3 separate regions of the Mus musculus genome follow, and all the other regions are linked to region 1. A link is a contact called in public Hi-C data. All regions are on one chromosome and are shown on one strand. The core of a region is the stretch at or near the end of the contact, and the rest is flanking DNA. Distances in the headings are between cores, read along the strand shown.

What was found. A called contact is a pair of places that touch in the nucleus more often than the background predicts.
Region 2: a contact with region 1 is called in a Hi-C map of the CH12 cell line, with 2.1 times the contacts expected there. The contact joins two enhancer-like sites. A contact is called at or near these places in 4 of 15 datasets of contacts at CTCF or cohesin (the NIH/3T3 cell line, large pre-B cells and pro-B cells), 49 of 484 Hi-C or Micro-C datasets (the 3T3-L1 cell line, 3T3-L1-derived adipocytes, B cells and 26 more), 8 of 115 datasets of contacts at active chromatin or transcription factors (bone marrow-derived dendritic cells, cardiomyocytes, craniofacial prominence and 5 more) and 2 of 9 other capture datasets (embryonic stem cells and liver).
Region 3: a Hi-C map of uterus shows a contact between it and region 1, with 3 times the contacts expected there. The contact joins two enhancer-like sites. A contact is called at or near these places in 9 of 484 Hi-C or Micro-C datasets (embryonic stem cells, nephron progenitors, pre-pro-B cells and 1 more) and 2 of 115 datasets of contacts at active chromatin or transcription factors (neural progenitor cells and stem cell-derived anterior neural progenitor cells).

The regions. Positions count from the first base shown.
Region 1 is chr13:51,311,967-51,317,041 of GRCm38.p6, reverse strand. The region is part of intron 2 of Gm46414 (a long non-coding RNA gene); the gene reads right to left. Among named protein-coding and RNA genes, the nearest start is that of S1pr3, 94 kb to the left of the region's middle. Within about 2 kb of position 2,366, at least 178 of the 459 cell types and tissues checked have an H3K27ac peak or open chromatin away from gene starts, as enhancers often do. A contact at or near this core is called in cortical neurons, muscle stem cells and uterus, where this site is marked.
Region 2 is chr13:51,422,069-51,427,143 of GRCm38.p6, reverse strand. Shc3 (src homology 2 domain-containing transforming protein C3) reads left to right here. Exons shown (of 12, transcript NM_009167.5): 12 at 1-3,755. S1pr3 (sphingosine-1-phosphate receptor 3) reads right to left here. Exons shown (of 2, transcript NM_010101.4): 2 at 4,347-5,075. Among named protein-coding and RNA genes, the nearest start is that of Gm32834, 5.9 kb to the right of the region's middle. Within about 2 kb of position 2,558, at least 15 of the 459 cell types and tissues checked have an H3K27ac peak or open chromatin away from gene starts, as enhancers often do. A contact at or near this core is called in cortical neurons and muscle stem cells, where this site is marked.
Region 3 is chr13:51,219,530-51,224,604 of GRCm38.p6, reverse strand. All of the region lies in intron 1 of Gm46414 (a long non-coding RNA gene), which reads right to left. Among named protein-coding and RNA genes, the nearest start is that of Gm46414, 13 kb to the right of the region's middle. RefSeq lists an enhancer at 1,908-4,340. Within about 2 kb of position 2,599, at least 47 of the 459 cell types and tissues checked have an H3K27ac peak or open chromatin away from gene starts, as enhancers often do. A contact at or near this core is called in uterus, where this site is marked.

The sequences.
Region 1 (5,075 bases), core at 1,117-3,616:
GCTCAGAATGTAAGAAGGCATTTTGTCTACCCCAGGACCACATGGACTCAGGAGACAGGGTCAGAAGACCATAGTCATCTGCACCATTAGCTTCTAAACCTTAATCTTAAGACCCACTTCACATGTCCCAGCCACCTCTCCCCAACAAGGGCAACCTTGACCTGGATGTGGTTCCATTCGCCCTTGCTTCTTCCTACACAGAGGTTGTATATAAAAATGGCTCCCAGCCAGTGGCCACGGCTCCCCACCCAGACACTGCCACAGAGGGAGATTCTAGACCATGCTCTGTGAAGATGAATCTTCGTATCTGCCCTAACCTGACCCAAGCACTGACCCTCAGGAGCCTCCAGGGAGGTCAGTCGTCAGTAAGTGCATAGAAGTTAGTCAAGGAGATAAGGGCTGGGAAGGCAGAGCAGACAGGAGGTCAGTCAAGCCCTTTGTCAGCCTCTGGGAAGGCCCCACCCAGGCCCACTGCCACACAAGCCTTGGGCAGAACTGGTTTCCACACTGCTCTTCCTCCCCAGCCCCCACCTTAGTCTCTTTAGCTGTTGCTATGACAAAACACTGTCAGATACAACTTAAGGGGAAGGGTTTGTCCTGGCTCACAGTTCCAAGATACAGTCCACCAGTGGGGACATTTAAGATGCACGCATGCTGCTGCTCAGCTGCCTTTCTCCATTTACACAGTCCAGGATGCCCCTGACTAGGGAATGACGCCACCCTCAGTGGCTGGATGTCCCTACCTCAGTCAGTGATGGAGATAATCCCATGAGCCATGCCCAGGTGATTCTAGATGCTGTCAGGTTAACACTAACCATCATGCCTCGATGTTGGTGGTTAACTTCCTGTAGTGTGTCTAGGGAACAGCATGCACAGAAAAACTGGGATATAAAAAACAGAGGAAGGAGAGAGAGAGAGAGAGAGAGAGAGAGAGAGAGAGGGAGGGAGGGAGAGGGAGGGAGGGAGAGAGAGAGAGAGAGAGAGAGAGAGAGAGAGAGAGAGAGGAGAGAGAGAGACCCTGCTGGCATTTCCCTGCCTTGGTGCTGTAGGTGATGTGTCAGGTTTAGCTGTTGCCCTCCTGAGGTGGAGGCCTGAGCCTCTTTCTCTTCCAGCTGGGACACCTGCCCCGTGAGGATTGGCTGTGTGGAGTGCACAGCCCCCTTCTTCCCTGAGCGAACTGAGGACTTCAGAAAGGTCGCATTTGAGTGATCATAATTCCAGTTACCCACGTTCCTCAGAGCAGGTAGCAACTGCCCCGTGTTCTTTGGAGATGACGCAGCAATGCTGGAGAACAAGGCCACCTCATTTCTCCGCTTCTCTCTTCTGTCTCCTCGTGGCTCACCCAAACATTCTCAGTTCCTCCTAAGTTTCCTCCCTCACGATTTCTCTAAGCTGCAGCAAATCTTCCTGTCTTTCTGTTTGAATGTGTGCACACACAAGCCTCTTGAATGTGAGTGAGGACCACTCGTGTCTGAGAGGGAGTCCTGATTAGAAACCGCGTTCCCAGTCACCATGGGAAAGAGCACTCTAGCTAAGACAGTCTTTCCCACAAAGCCCTTGACCAGGCAGCTCTTTCTGTTTTAATTGCTAGCCAAAAACTCTCAAAGACAAATGTGGTTCTCCTGAGAGGAATAAAAAAAAAAATGAGGTTTCATCTTATATGCCATCATACTGGGAATCAAGGCGACACATTATCTAAGAATCAGAGAGACTGGGGGTGGGGGATAGCTCTGGGCCAGACCACTGAGAAATGAAAGGATTTAGACACCCCCTTCTCTGGGGTGACAGGCCAGGATTGCTAAAGTTCTGAGGAGTGTGCTGGGGTGGGGGTGGTGTGTTTCAGTATGACTGAGAAAAAGTCTCATCCATTAGAAAAAAAAAATGTCAGAATATGGCTATGAGCAAAGGCTTTTAACTGGCTTATTAACAACAGATATCCCCAAGCGCAGATAAGCCCAGTTGGAAGGCAGAAAGCAGAGCTGAGATATCTTCTGACAATTAAGGTACAGCCAGCGTCATAAGGAGGTTGGGGGAAGAGTGTGACTTTCAAGGAGGCACGGAGCAGACAATGGAAGTCTAAAAGCAACCCTGCTTAGCACACAAGAGGATCACAGGGACTACAGCAGGGCCACTCCCCCAGCCTGTCCCCTCTGCAGCACGCTGCCATAGCCACTAATGTCCTGAAAAGAAGGGTAAAGTGCATTTCCCAACTCCAGCCCTGACCGGGCCTCTAATTTTACTTCCATGAGTGTGCCCTGATGGATTTTTGAGAAGGGAGAGGTGGGTCATAAATAAAACAGGGCCCACAGCAGAGCTCTAATCAGTTGCAGCTGCTGCCTGAGGAGGCCTGACAGGCAGCTTGCCTTGGGACCTGGTGCATTCTGTGGCCAGCATGGGGGCGGGAAGACAGTGGATGCCTGGGGGAAAGGCCTGAGACATGAGTCTGCAGAATTCATTGCTCCTAATTAAAACCGCATTTACAGAGAACAAACCGTAGGGGCGGGGAGCATGCAGTGGGATTTCCTTGTAGCTTGGAAAATGAATCAACTTGGAAAGGGGTAGGGGCTGCCTATCTGCAAACTCCCTGCTGCAAACAGGACACTGCCCATTTCCATCCAAATATAAAAACCTGACCCATATTGTAGGGGAATGTGCTCATGGGGACCCCAGAGAGTGTCATCAGAATGGGGGACTGTTTAAATAGGATGACTGAGTCATTTGGTGGACCTAGAAGCTCTGTCCTCAGAGCTAGTGAGGAGACAATGCTCTGTGTGTGTGGGGGAACCAGGGGGCTTCAGGTAGGAAAAGCCCTACGTGACCATCGCCTAGTGTTTTCATGGAGTTTGTTATCTTGTTAACTAAAGAAAATTATAGGTCCTATTGCTGTGTATGTCTTTCAGTCAAAAATAATTCCGGAGATGAAAAGATGTTTTAAAAAAAATTAAGGTACAGTAGGGTGCCTTACAGGAATTGGTTTAAAATGGTCCTGTCATTTGGAGAGAACTGGTTGGCACATAAGCCAGCCTTGTAGAGAGGTGTAAGACCAGAAGTGAGGCAGAGTCTTTGGGATGTTCTTTCTCAGTCAGTCAGTCATTCATTCAGTGTGTGTGTGTGTGTGTGTGTGTGTGTGTGTGTGTGTGTGTGTAGGGAGGGGGTGCTGTTGCCCCTGTGACCTCAAGGCAAGGCTGCTCCAAAAGAGGCATAGAGAGCTGGCCCTGGCTGTTCTCCTGGGTGGCAGGAGCCCAAGCAGGACACTGCTGTAATGGTGGCGAGGGAATCAGACACACCCTGTGCAGGCTGAGTGTGTTCCCTGTACCTGGCACAGCTCAGTGGCATCAAAGGCCAGATGAGCTGCACTCTATGAGAAGGGCCAGCTGGAGGCCCTCTGAAGCCAGCTGTCCCTGCTTTAGCTTCTGAGCTCAGCGGGTGGGAGAAGGTTCCCAGGACGGCCTGCCCAACTCAAGATTGACCAGCCAGCCACCCACACAAGTCCTGGGGGAGAGGGCACCACATCTCACCTCTGACTCAGATAGACTGAGGACAAACAAAACACAAACTGAGCCTTCAGAGTGAGACATGGGGACTTAAATAACTTTAATACTCCCACCAAGGGTTCATAAGGTTCCTAAGAGCAGGCTGAGGCTCTGGCCTGATGGCTCTAAGTCAAGGGACAGTCTGAAAATACAAACACCATCTCTAGTGGGATGCAGATGGATCTCAAGCTAGATGAGCAGAAGAGAGTCCTGGGAGCCAGAGGATTATTCAAAATAACTCAGCATTGCTGCAGCTGCTCTATCTTGCATTGATTTATTAGGCTGATGTGTGTGTGTGTGTGTGTGTGTGTGTGTGTGTGTGTGTTTTCCCCTTGCCCTTTTCCTATTCCTTCATTCAGGAGACAACCCGAACGTGCTTTTGTGAGCATTCCAAAAGAGTGGATGTAAACCTTTGATACTGCATCAAGTCTCTGCTCTGAAATATTGCAATAAACATTGGAACAAGGTAATAGACAGACCTTGCTCAGACTTCTCTCAGTGTGTATGTGTGTGTGTGTACATGTATGTGTGTGCGTGCATTTGTGAGTATATGTGTATGTGTTATATGTATGTATTTGCATGTATATGTGTGTACATATGTGTGTGCACGTATGTGTGTATGCGTGTGTGTGTGCACGCGTGTGTGTGTGTGTGTGTGTGTGTGTGTGTGTGCACGCGCGCGTGCATATGTGTGGAGGTTAGAGAACATCCTCAGGTGTCACTTTTCAGATGCCATACCCTTTGGTGGGGTGGAAAGCCTGGTCTCTCAGTGGCCTGGGATTCACCAAGCAGACAAAGGCTGGCTGACCAGCCAACTGCAGAGACCTGTCAATTATGTCCTCAGTCCTGGCATTACAAGGGCAGGCTACCATACCCAACTTTTATTGATTTGTTCTAAGTAAGTTCTGGGGACCAACCTTGGGTCCTTGTGTCCTTTTACTGACCAAGCTGTCTCTCCGACCCAGCATTATTTGTTCTTTGGATTTTTTTTTTTCCTGAGAGGTTGTAGAGAGGATAGTGTGACCCCATGTCCCACAGAACTGGCTGATGGCCCTTCCTACTGAACTTCCAGGGAGGCCAGGAGTGGAAAAGCCCCACTTCACGCCCGTGTTTTCAACAGCATACTCTAGCTAATTAAAAGACCACAGGATTAATCTTCACAACCCATAAAATCCATTCTTCATTTATTCTTCCAGTTCATAGAAGCAAGCAAAGAAGTCAGGGCAACTTATCCTGACTTAATTTGCCGCCTTTTGATCTGCCCCTGAACCACACGCTCACTCAGAGAACTGAGGAAGTCTGTTGTGCTTGAACTTGGTGTCCTTTGGAGCTTGGGGAAAAAAAAAACGTCTTACGCTGGCTGGATCATTAACAAAGACGAACAACTGTGATGGATGAAGGGGAACTTCATCTGGGCTCTGTTCCGAGCAGTTCATGCAAGTTCGTGGCTGTTGTTGACTTTAGTTATCTACAATGATGAGGACCACAAGCCAGGCTGGCTCCCACTTCAGCTTCATCCATTTAAAGCTTGTCTCTCTGAGG
Region 2 (5,075 bases), core at 1,309-3,808, 110 kb before region 1:
AAGCTCATCCTGGTACAACCTGAACAATAGGTTCTCTGACACCATGACTTGTGCTTCCTTCAAAGAGTGGTGTGGATAGAGAAATAAATATATAAAGTGACTTCCTGGGACTCTTCACTGACAGAACGTATCTCACTCCTCCTCCATGGGCCCAAAGTGGTAGGCCATCTATAAACAGCTTTTGTGGATGGTGACAGCCAGATTTTAAATAGGAGGAGGGTAGTAGAAAGGTTGCAAATGAAACCATGTGCTCAGAAACATATGTGTGATGCTAGTTCTTATGGAAATTTTGAAGTGTGTGTGTGTGTTTTCAAGAAAGACAATGTAGATAATAAACCCCACTCCTGGAACATATTACAAACCTAGAAATTTTGCCCTTCTGGGATAATGGGCAGGTGCTTTCGAGATGTTTCAGCTGAAGGGGCCCTTGTATTTCAGCTGAAAAAATTGGATGGCAGTGGTCAATGGCTAGATCTAGGAAAGAATGCAGGACTTACTAAGGCCTTTTGAGGCTCAGACATGTAGCTCACATGGAAGCAACATACTCCACCTTTTGAAGTACAGGAAGGACTGAGCCATTTGCCTGAGAGAGTCAGGACCTGTGGTTGGTGACTTAGCTGGTATTCTACCAAGGGGAGCTGGGGGTGGGGGTGGGGATGGAGGGGGGATTTGGGTCCATATAGCTTACTTTGGAAATGATCCCAGAAGTCAAGAAGGAAGTAGCTGCTGTGGAATGGTTGCATTGTGGAACACGAGTCCACCCAGGATACATTGTGGGCATCTATTTGCTGTTAAGCCCCAGGAACAGAACTGAAGACACCTGGGTTAGCTAGTGGGTGGGGCATGGAGGAGCTCCACCACAGTCAGCATGGATGGAAGGCTATCTCCAGAGATTTCTGCCCAGCCTTGTGCATACCTGTGCACACTCTGTGAACTGGGACATCCTGGGGCAGAGGCTGGTATTTATAAAATATCAGTCTCAGAGCAGAAGGCAGACATCGAAGAACCAGGCTGCCTGATCCACACATGGATTTCAGGGCTCTGGCCCTTGGGCTCCTGACTCAGCAGGCCTAGTGTGAGGGTAGAGCACTTGCCTTTTCAGTGTGAGGACATGCTAATGCTAAGGATCTTGGCTTTGATATTGACTGGTGAGCCTCCACCCCTTCCTTGACGCTTACTGGTGGACTCCATCTCCATCTCCCTCCCACCCCCACCAATTATGAAGAAAATTTCACACCACTTCACATCATATTTCCCAGGCCCATGCCGTGAATTTGAAAATGGGGAATTAATAAGTACTTATAACTCCCTGCAACTGTGGCTGGCAGATAAAATGCCATCTGCCAGACAGGATTTATTTATAATGGGGTTTATACATATTTATAAGTTTGCAAGCAACAAATGCACAGTTTTAAAACTGGCACATTTTATATCAGCTAGAAAAAAATTGCAACTTTATACTAAGGCTTTCTGAGTGTGAACTGCATGTGTGTAGTATACACGTACACGAGCTTTCTTTAGTTCAGATGGAATGCGCACCACAGCATGTGTATGTCCAGATGCAGACCAGCTCTGTGTTGGGTCTCTCTCTACTGAGCCTCTGGGGTTTCCTGCATTGGATGACCTGTATATGAGAAATGGCACCAAGAGCTTGGCGGTTGATTTGCTCTCATTTGCAGACCTGTGGAGCAGAGTTCTGGGTGTCGTGGACTCTGAGACCATGGTACAAAAAGGGAAGTAGGGCTCTCACTGCAGGCCGAGAGAGAGGGAAAGCAAGCCAGGAGTGTGGTGCATTTCTGTAATCCCAGAACTTGGATGGTAAAGGCTAGCTCAGGGTCAACCTGGGCTAAACGAGGCCATGTCTCAAGAGAACTAAACAGAAGGGTAGCCAGCAGAAGACAAGGAAGAGGCAGGTGTTAGAGAAAAGGAAAAGGGACATGCAGATGAAACACCCACAGACCCACATCCTTTCTTGACCCAGCCTGACTTACCACAACCGGACTTGGCTGGCCAGCCCTCCTGGCCACATTTATACCTTAGATCCTATGTAGCAGGTCCTGCAGGGACTTGTGGGACAGAGAAGGGAACATAAGGTGAATCTGTTCCTGTTTATAATCTAACTGGAGCCCCTCCTCCAACACACACATGAAGTGTGAGAGTGTTGGAGTGGGAGTCGGGGAGGCTTTCAGGGCTGGTGTGCTCACATTCAGTATGGACCAAGGATCAGGCTCAGGACTGAGCTGGAGGCGCTGAAGGCTTTTAAACAGCAGGTGGCGCAGTTGTACCCTTGAGGAAGAAAAGGGTGCAAAAGTTCAAGTTGGTGTCCCTCATGGAATCTGCTGATGTCAGTAGGATGCCGGAGGACAGGTTGAAAAGCTTTCCTTTCCTCTCGCTGCCCTCTCAGATGCCCTGGGGGTAAGTGAGTCCCTGAGACCCCCAGACACACCTATGGGTGAAAGAGAAACCACAGGAAATGGACAGCTTTATGTACCCACTGTACATAGAGGACAGAACCTATGGGGTGAATCTGAAACCCGAGCTCCTGAGGACATACAGGTTCACACTGGAGGAAATTCCTTTACCACAACCAAAGTCACTCACAGCGGAGTCAAGCAACAGTTCACAAGGCAGAGACAGTAGACTAACTAGTCTGGGGACAACTAGTTTCTTTTCCTCTTCTTCTTCTTCTTTGTTTAACAACACTATGTGTGAGTTGCCAATTGAATGTTCTCTGTTCAACTGACTTTTGGATATAACTTGTTTCTGAGTATTGTGAAATTTATGTGAATTTCTTTGTGTTCAGAATGAGACATTTGATGTTCAAAAGCCCCAGGATTAGGGGACAGCTCAGTGTAAATGTAATGTGTAACAAGGTATTGAACAGTTTTCCAAAAGCATTCGGGTGGCCAATTATACATATTGATATATACATATTTGAAATTTCTTTTTGTTTCTGTTAACCATTGTGAAACACCAACAGTTACTGTAACAGTTACTGCCTGGGAGTGTGGCCAACCGCCCCTTGCCACTTTGATACTGGCCTGGGATTGGCTCCCTAAGTCACCTGTTGAGGAGCAGAAATACAAAGTCAACTTTAAGTTTTCTAATATTTTTCTTTGATAAAACTTAGGCGATTTGACGACCATTTGGCATTCCCAAGAGATAACAGGTGAAGGTGATCAGGCAGCTTGGACTCCCTCACCTGCAGGGACTCTTTAGAGAAACGGTGTTGCTTTCGGTCTCATGCCCTCCACCACGGTCCTGGCACACCACAGCCGAGCTTCTGGGATAACCACGAGGAGGCAGCATAGAACATCCCATCACCATGGCCGAGGTATGGCTGGTGGCAGGCTAACCCTAGACAATGCTGCTCTTCTTGTTATTATTAGGTACTGGAACATGTGCCTTTATCATTGGGACGGCCACCCATGCACTTCCAATCCCAGAGCTCAGAGCTGACCCTCTGCCCTCTGACTTAGACAACTATGTGGGTGATGAGGTTTTTGTTTTTTTGTTTGTTTGTTTGTTTTCATTTTTTTCATTTGTCACTAGTCTCCAAAGCATGGAACTGGCGGCGATGTCATTAGACATTTTCTATAAAATGCACCTTGTTATCTTTCTGTGACCGGCTCTTTCCCAGCACACAGAATAACCACGGCTCAAAGATTGAGAGGAGTAACCATTTTTAAATAGTTAATTGTTTCAGTGACTGTAAGTGTTAAGTCTGTTGTTGGCAATAAAGGCTACTGTGAAAAGAAGTGTCTCTTGTTTGCGTGACAGAGCTCACGTCTGTGTGTGGTGGCAGGGCGCCATCATGCATGCGTAGAAGTCACAGGACAACTTGTAGGGCTTCTCTCCTTCTGTCATGTGGGCCCTGGGAATCGAACTCAGGACATCAAGTGTCACCAAGGCAAGCAACATTGCCTTCTGAGCCACTCGCCAGCCCTGGGTCTTATAACGCATCGCAGAAGACAGGAGGGCAGATTGAAACCTTTCTCTAGAAAATTGGTCTTCTGTTTTTCCCTCAGGGGTGGGAAAAGGGATAACTTGTCAGAAACACTTGAAAAGATTCATGCCAATTTTGCGATCTGGAGCATAGACTGCCTTGGGCAGGTCAGAGGTGATAGACGGCGGGAAGGTGGAACTGGGGGTGGGGGTGAGGTGTCTTTTTCACTACAAGTTATAACATCTGTCGTCAACAAAGCATCACACCAAATATGGATCCTCCGTGTGTGGGATGCAGGTTAGTGGCTAAAACTTACCGACTATAAAACAGGGAGCCAGTTCTGCCGGCTGCTTACCCGCTTGCTCATCTGCAGACACTGGCAAATGAAACCTAGTCTTCTGGTTGGATGACATTTTTATTTTATAATTTCTTCCCTACAGAGGGGCTATTACCATTCTTCAAATCATAGGATCTGCTGGGAAATGGCTCCCCTGGGATGCCCTGTGCCTACGTAAATGCCACAGAGGGCAGTTTGTGCCTATAACCATGACAGGAGGAACACAGGTCCTGGGGGGAATTGTTGGTCAGTCAATCTAGCCAAAGCTGGCAGCTTCGGGTTCAGTGAGAAATGGTGTCTCAAAAAAACAAACAACAAAACAACAACAACAACAACAAAACAACAACAAAAAAACCAAGATGGAGAGCATAGAGAGAGAGAGAGAGATCCAACATTAACCTCTGGCCTCTCCTGCATGCACAATAGTGTACATGGGTGGGCACACACATACACACACTCACCACCGCTACCACCACCACCACCACCACCACCAGTAAAACAGCATCTACCCAGACCTGTATCAGTAGCATCCAGTACGCTAAAGCTTCAATCTAACATCATCTACAAGATGGCCCTGGGGGATAAAAGGGACTTAGTGATTGGGCATCAAATGTAGTTTATGCCTGTAATGCTGTGAGATCAGGTTCTAGGGAGAGAAGCAAGACCACCCCACTACACCCCCCGAGTGTCTATTCCAAAACAATAGAACATACCACACAGGCCTCCAGGATGGGTTTTTATACAGGCTTTTGGTTTTATTTATTATTAACAAACATAAACTGCAAGTAGCCA
Region 3 (5,075 bases), core at 1,350-3,849, 93 kb after region 1:
GCTTACAGGTTCAGAGGTCAATTCATTATCATGAAGGCAGAATCATGGCAGCATCCAGGTAGGCATGGTACAGGAGGAGCTGACAGTTTTACATCTTCATCTGAAGGCTGATAGGAGAAGAGTGGCTTCCAGGCAGCTAGGATGAGGGTCTTAAAGGCCATGCCCACAGTGACACACTTCCTCCAAAAAGGACATATCTCCAAATAGTGACACTCCCTGGGCCAAGCATATTCAGACTACCACAGTTGTTTTTGAAATTTTAAATGATTAGTTTTCGGTTTTTCGAGACAGGGTTTCTCTGTATAGCCCTGGCTGTCCTGGAACTCACTCTGTAGACCAGGCTGGCCTCGAACTCAGAAATCCGCCTGCCTCTGTGTAAGTGCTGGGATTAAAGGTGTGTGCCACCACTGCTCGGCTAAATTATTAGTATTAATTAAACTTGTTCTTACAATTTTATACATGCATGTAATGCATACTCTCCCACAATCTCAGATCTCTCTAGTATCTCCATCTAAATACCCTCTTTCCCTATAAATCTCTTTCTCGTGTTCACGTCTATTCATGTTGTGTGACCCACTAAGTCTAACCAAAGCATAACGTATGATCATGGGTGTAGACCCATCCATTGGACCCTGGTGGGTTCAGCAGTAGATACACAACTGAAGACAATGACTGTCCCTCTCCCATAAGCTATCAATGGCCAATAGTTCAGCAGTAAGGGGTAATGCCCCATGAGTTCTCCCCTTTATCGTGACTTACAGGACCAGTCTTGTGCAGATGCCATGGTTATAAGTTTGTGATTATAATGATTGTTTCAAGTCTAGAGGATGCCATTCACAGCCCTTTACACCATCTCTTGGCTCTTTCATACTTCCTATCCCCTCCTCTGCAATGTTCCATGAGCCCTAGAAAGGACGGTGTAAACATCTTGTTAGGACCGGACACTCAACCATCACTTGCTCTCAACATCTTGAGCAGTCATGAGCCTCCTTTTCTCCACTGTTCACAGCCAACAGTTTTGGTTGTGTAGGGCTGCAGCTTCACCATGGCAGATTCTTGAAAACTCTTCGATGAGTGAAAGAAGCCAGACAAAGGATCACGTGACCTATGATTGCATTTTAATGAATTTTTCAAACAAAGAGAGAAGCACAGGATCAGCTGCTTCTGCTGGAACAAAACAGACTGGAAAGGGACACAAGGGGACTGGATGGCAAAAGTGTCCTGTGGGTGGAGTAATCTGGCCCAGTGAATGCATAACATTTGTCCAAACTTATTGAACGGGATACTTTCGATTGGGACACTTCTGCATGGGAAATTTTCCTCCAACAAAAGCTAAAAGTAAATATGAAATTGTAATTAACAAATGAGACGGTGCAGTTCTTGAGAAAGCCGGGCATCAGTGTCTACAATGTGCTTTAAATAGAAAGAAACAGAAGAGGGGTCAATGGTGAGCAGTGGATGTGTGGGTGGATGAAGCAAGAATCATAAAAATTTAATGGTGGGATAGAGCTCATGTGATTGTTTTCTTTAAATCTTTCAAAGTTTTGGTAGTTTAACATTTTTTTTAAAATGGACTGTTGAACGGAACAGAACACGTGTGGGAAGTTTTAAATACCTCCTGGTCTATGTTTCTTGTTAGCGGCTCAATTTCCTCTACACTCTCCCCCACATGTGGCTTCAGGACACAAGAGAATATGATATAAGGAATGCAGGCGTGACTGGGAATGGCAAGGAGAAGGATGTGGAAGGATGAGGAGGGAGGAAGGCCCCCAGGAGGTTGATGGCTGAGGGGTGTGTCTGTCAGGGCTCTGTCAGAGAGGCAGAACTCTGGAAGATAGTGGTCAGTCTTTGTTGTCAACTTGACTGAGTCTGAACCAAAGAAACTGAGGCAGATCTCTGAGTGATCTATAAAGGGAAGCCAGGGAGAATTCATCTCTTTGCAGGGGAAGACCCACTCTGAATGTAGGCGCTCTGGGTGGGAGCCCTGGGACACAATGGGAAGAGGAGAAAAGGAACTGAAAGATGAATGAGACCCTCTGCTTCCTGGCCAGCATCCACACAGATCTGCTCTTCCACACCTCCCTTGCCATGCCTCCCCCCTGCCACGTTTTCCCAGCTATGCCTCTCCTGACACACCACCCTTCCCCAAAAAAGAACTTCCCTGCCACAATAGACTAAACCCCCTGAAATTGGACATAAAAACAAATCTCTCCTCCTTTGTGTGGCATCATCTGGTGTTTGGGTCATGGTGAAGAGAGATCTAATATGCATAACGGGCATCAGACCTGTATGATCTCTGGGGCTGCCTAGGAAATCCCAGAATCCACCAGGCAGGCTGTAGGAAGGGTAGATGAGGACTCTGGGGGGAATAGTCTGGGGCTATCATCTGTGAATGGAGTTTCTTCTTTCCCTGGGAAACCTCTGCTCAGATTTTAAAGCCCTTCAACCACGCCGACCCGGATCATCTAGGAGACTCTACTGGCAGCCCCTGATCATTTTTTTACGGGAACCCTTAACAAGAGCTGAGGACATAGCTCAGCTGGAAAAGTGCTTGGTCAGCATGCATCTGTCATCTCTTGGCCTTTACAGTGAGGTGGGAGGTGGAGTCAAGGACTCACTCCCAGAAGCAGCCAGCCTGGAGTATCTAGCCACAAGCACTGTAGAGACCAAGGTGAACTGTGAAAACTGACCCTCTGAGCTACACACAAAGACTGTGACACGTGTCCACGAGCACTCACACACACAAATGTGCACAGAAGACTCTGAAGGGATTTTCCAAGGGCATGCACACCACCTTCCTTCTAGTGTGAGACTATTTTCAAGCTAATAGGAAGAGAGGCAAGCACACATAAAACAACACAGCGACCTTGCAGCCGTCCAGGAAGAACCCTGGGAGAATGTGCAATTAAACGCTGGAACTCACTTGTGGGAGGGGGTTTTGAGTAACTATTGCCAATTTTCCAAATAAGCCAAGAAGCAGATTTTATTGCTTTTGAGCATGAAAAGGAAATCAAGAGCCTGCCTTGCTCATTGCTGTTCCTCCTGGTTTTGTGCCTGTGTGATTGCTTGAGACCGAACTTCAGCAGAGGCCCGTGAGAGCCAAATTGCTTTTTAAATTAAGCAACAGGAAGGTTTGAGTGCCTCGTTTGTCTCCAATGTGGTTAATAAGAACCAGATGCAAGACTTACCCCAAAGTTTCCTTTTCTAGAGGTCTGGTACTCATTTATGAATTTGCTCAATGAACTAAAAATATGATTTATATGCATGCTTTATTCACTAATACCTTTGATAAACTGGTATGTTCTGTCTGAGATAGGCCCTGTGTGCTGAAAATGAATCTGCAAGTGCTAACATGGGATACAGGAAGCAGCTCTGTATTCTCCAAGAATGAGTGAACCCCTCTTGCCTAGAGGCAGATTCAAGCCTGGCCTCTGGGAGCCTCCTCTTCATGATCCATGGAGCTGGAGCCTTGACCCCAGCAGAACACCCCAACAGCTCCGCTGTTTGCTTGGCGCTTCCCAGTCAGGCATAGGCTAAGAGTTACCAGTATCCTTCTCCCAAGTGTGTGGGAGGGGGGGCTGGCCCTGCACTCGCTTTCCCTGGTGTGCACAAGCCTGCCTCTCAGAGCATCCCATCAACAAGTGTAGTATCCGACACACAATGTACACACAGCACACAAAGACTATATACACCATTCATGTATCACAGCTCTACTCACGGCCACAGACACCAATTACTCACCCCACCACAAGTACACACGCTACAAACACTGCATGCCATACATACCGTATACCATATATTATATACATTATGCTCACACATCACACCCCACCACAGGTACATATATTGTATGTATAGCACAACACATACTACATACCATATATATATTACACATACACACCATCCTCACAGATACCCTGCATACCAATATTTATACATCACAGGCACACACACCCCACATATTGTATAGATACACACAGCACTACATGCCACACATACACATACATGCTATTTCCATATTTCTACAATACACCACATACATCTCATTCACATATCCACATGCATGTACACCCATGCAGCAGCACGCACACATGTGTGCACGCACACACACACACACATGCACACACACATGCACACCATATATCACACAGAGATACAACATAATATGCACTGGAAAGTTCAGCTCACATCTTTCTTGAGAATGACCTGAGGCAAAACCTTTCAGAGGATGAAAAACCTATGCCAGAAGTTTGATGCTACTAGCTGTTCCCCCTGCACTGCATCCTTCCTCTTTCAAGTTTGCATCAGCAAGCCCAGCTGCTCATTCGATTGCTGCGTTAACCATGGGTTAAGCTCCCCAGACCCCAGTTTCCGATTTGAGTTCACTCCAGATTTACAATAAGAGCCGATTACAGTGGTACAGGGAAGATGCTGTGCTTTCGCCTGGCACATAGGGTAGGTAAGCTTGGGAAATTTTCAGAAAATGGCCACACAGTGAGCAGAAACCCTCCCAGGTACCTGAAAACAACCTCAATTTAGTGAGGAATGTTCTCAGAAAATAGATTTCAACAATCATCCTAAAAGCCAGGGACAGCACACAGAAGAAACGCATCAGATTATGATTATGATCAGAGAGCATGGGAAGAGCTCAGATTGCTTTCTTCAGAAAGAGTAACGGGAAAGTAGAAGGCTTTCAGGAGTCTGTGCTGACCGAGGTAGGGAAGAAGTTGGAACATAAACCGCACCAACCTTTTAGATGTAATCTCCAAGTGATGTGCCTCTGGGAATCTATAGTTCAGAAATATTTCCCCAGAATCTCAAAGCCATGAACAGCAAACAGAAGAACAAGACACGGAGGAGAGGGTCAGATGGGTGAAGTGCTTGTCACTCAAGGGTGAGGACCATAGGATATTTGGGAGGGGACATGGTGAAGAAACAGCTGCTGAAGTAACCACTCCATTAAGGGTTTTATTGTGGGTAAAAGAGAGAACATAGCCGAGACATCTGGAGGAGTCCAGAGCAAAGAAAAAGAGAAATGGATGGGGACCTCTGCCCATTGGTTTCTCAGTCATGTT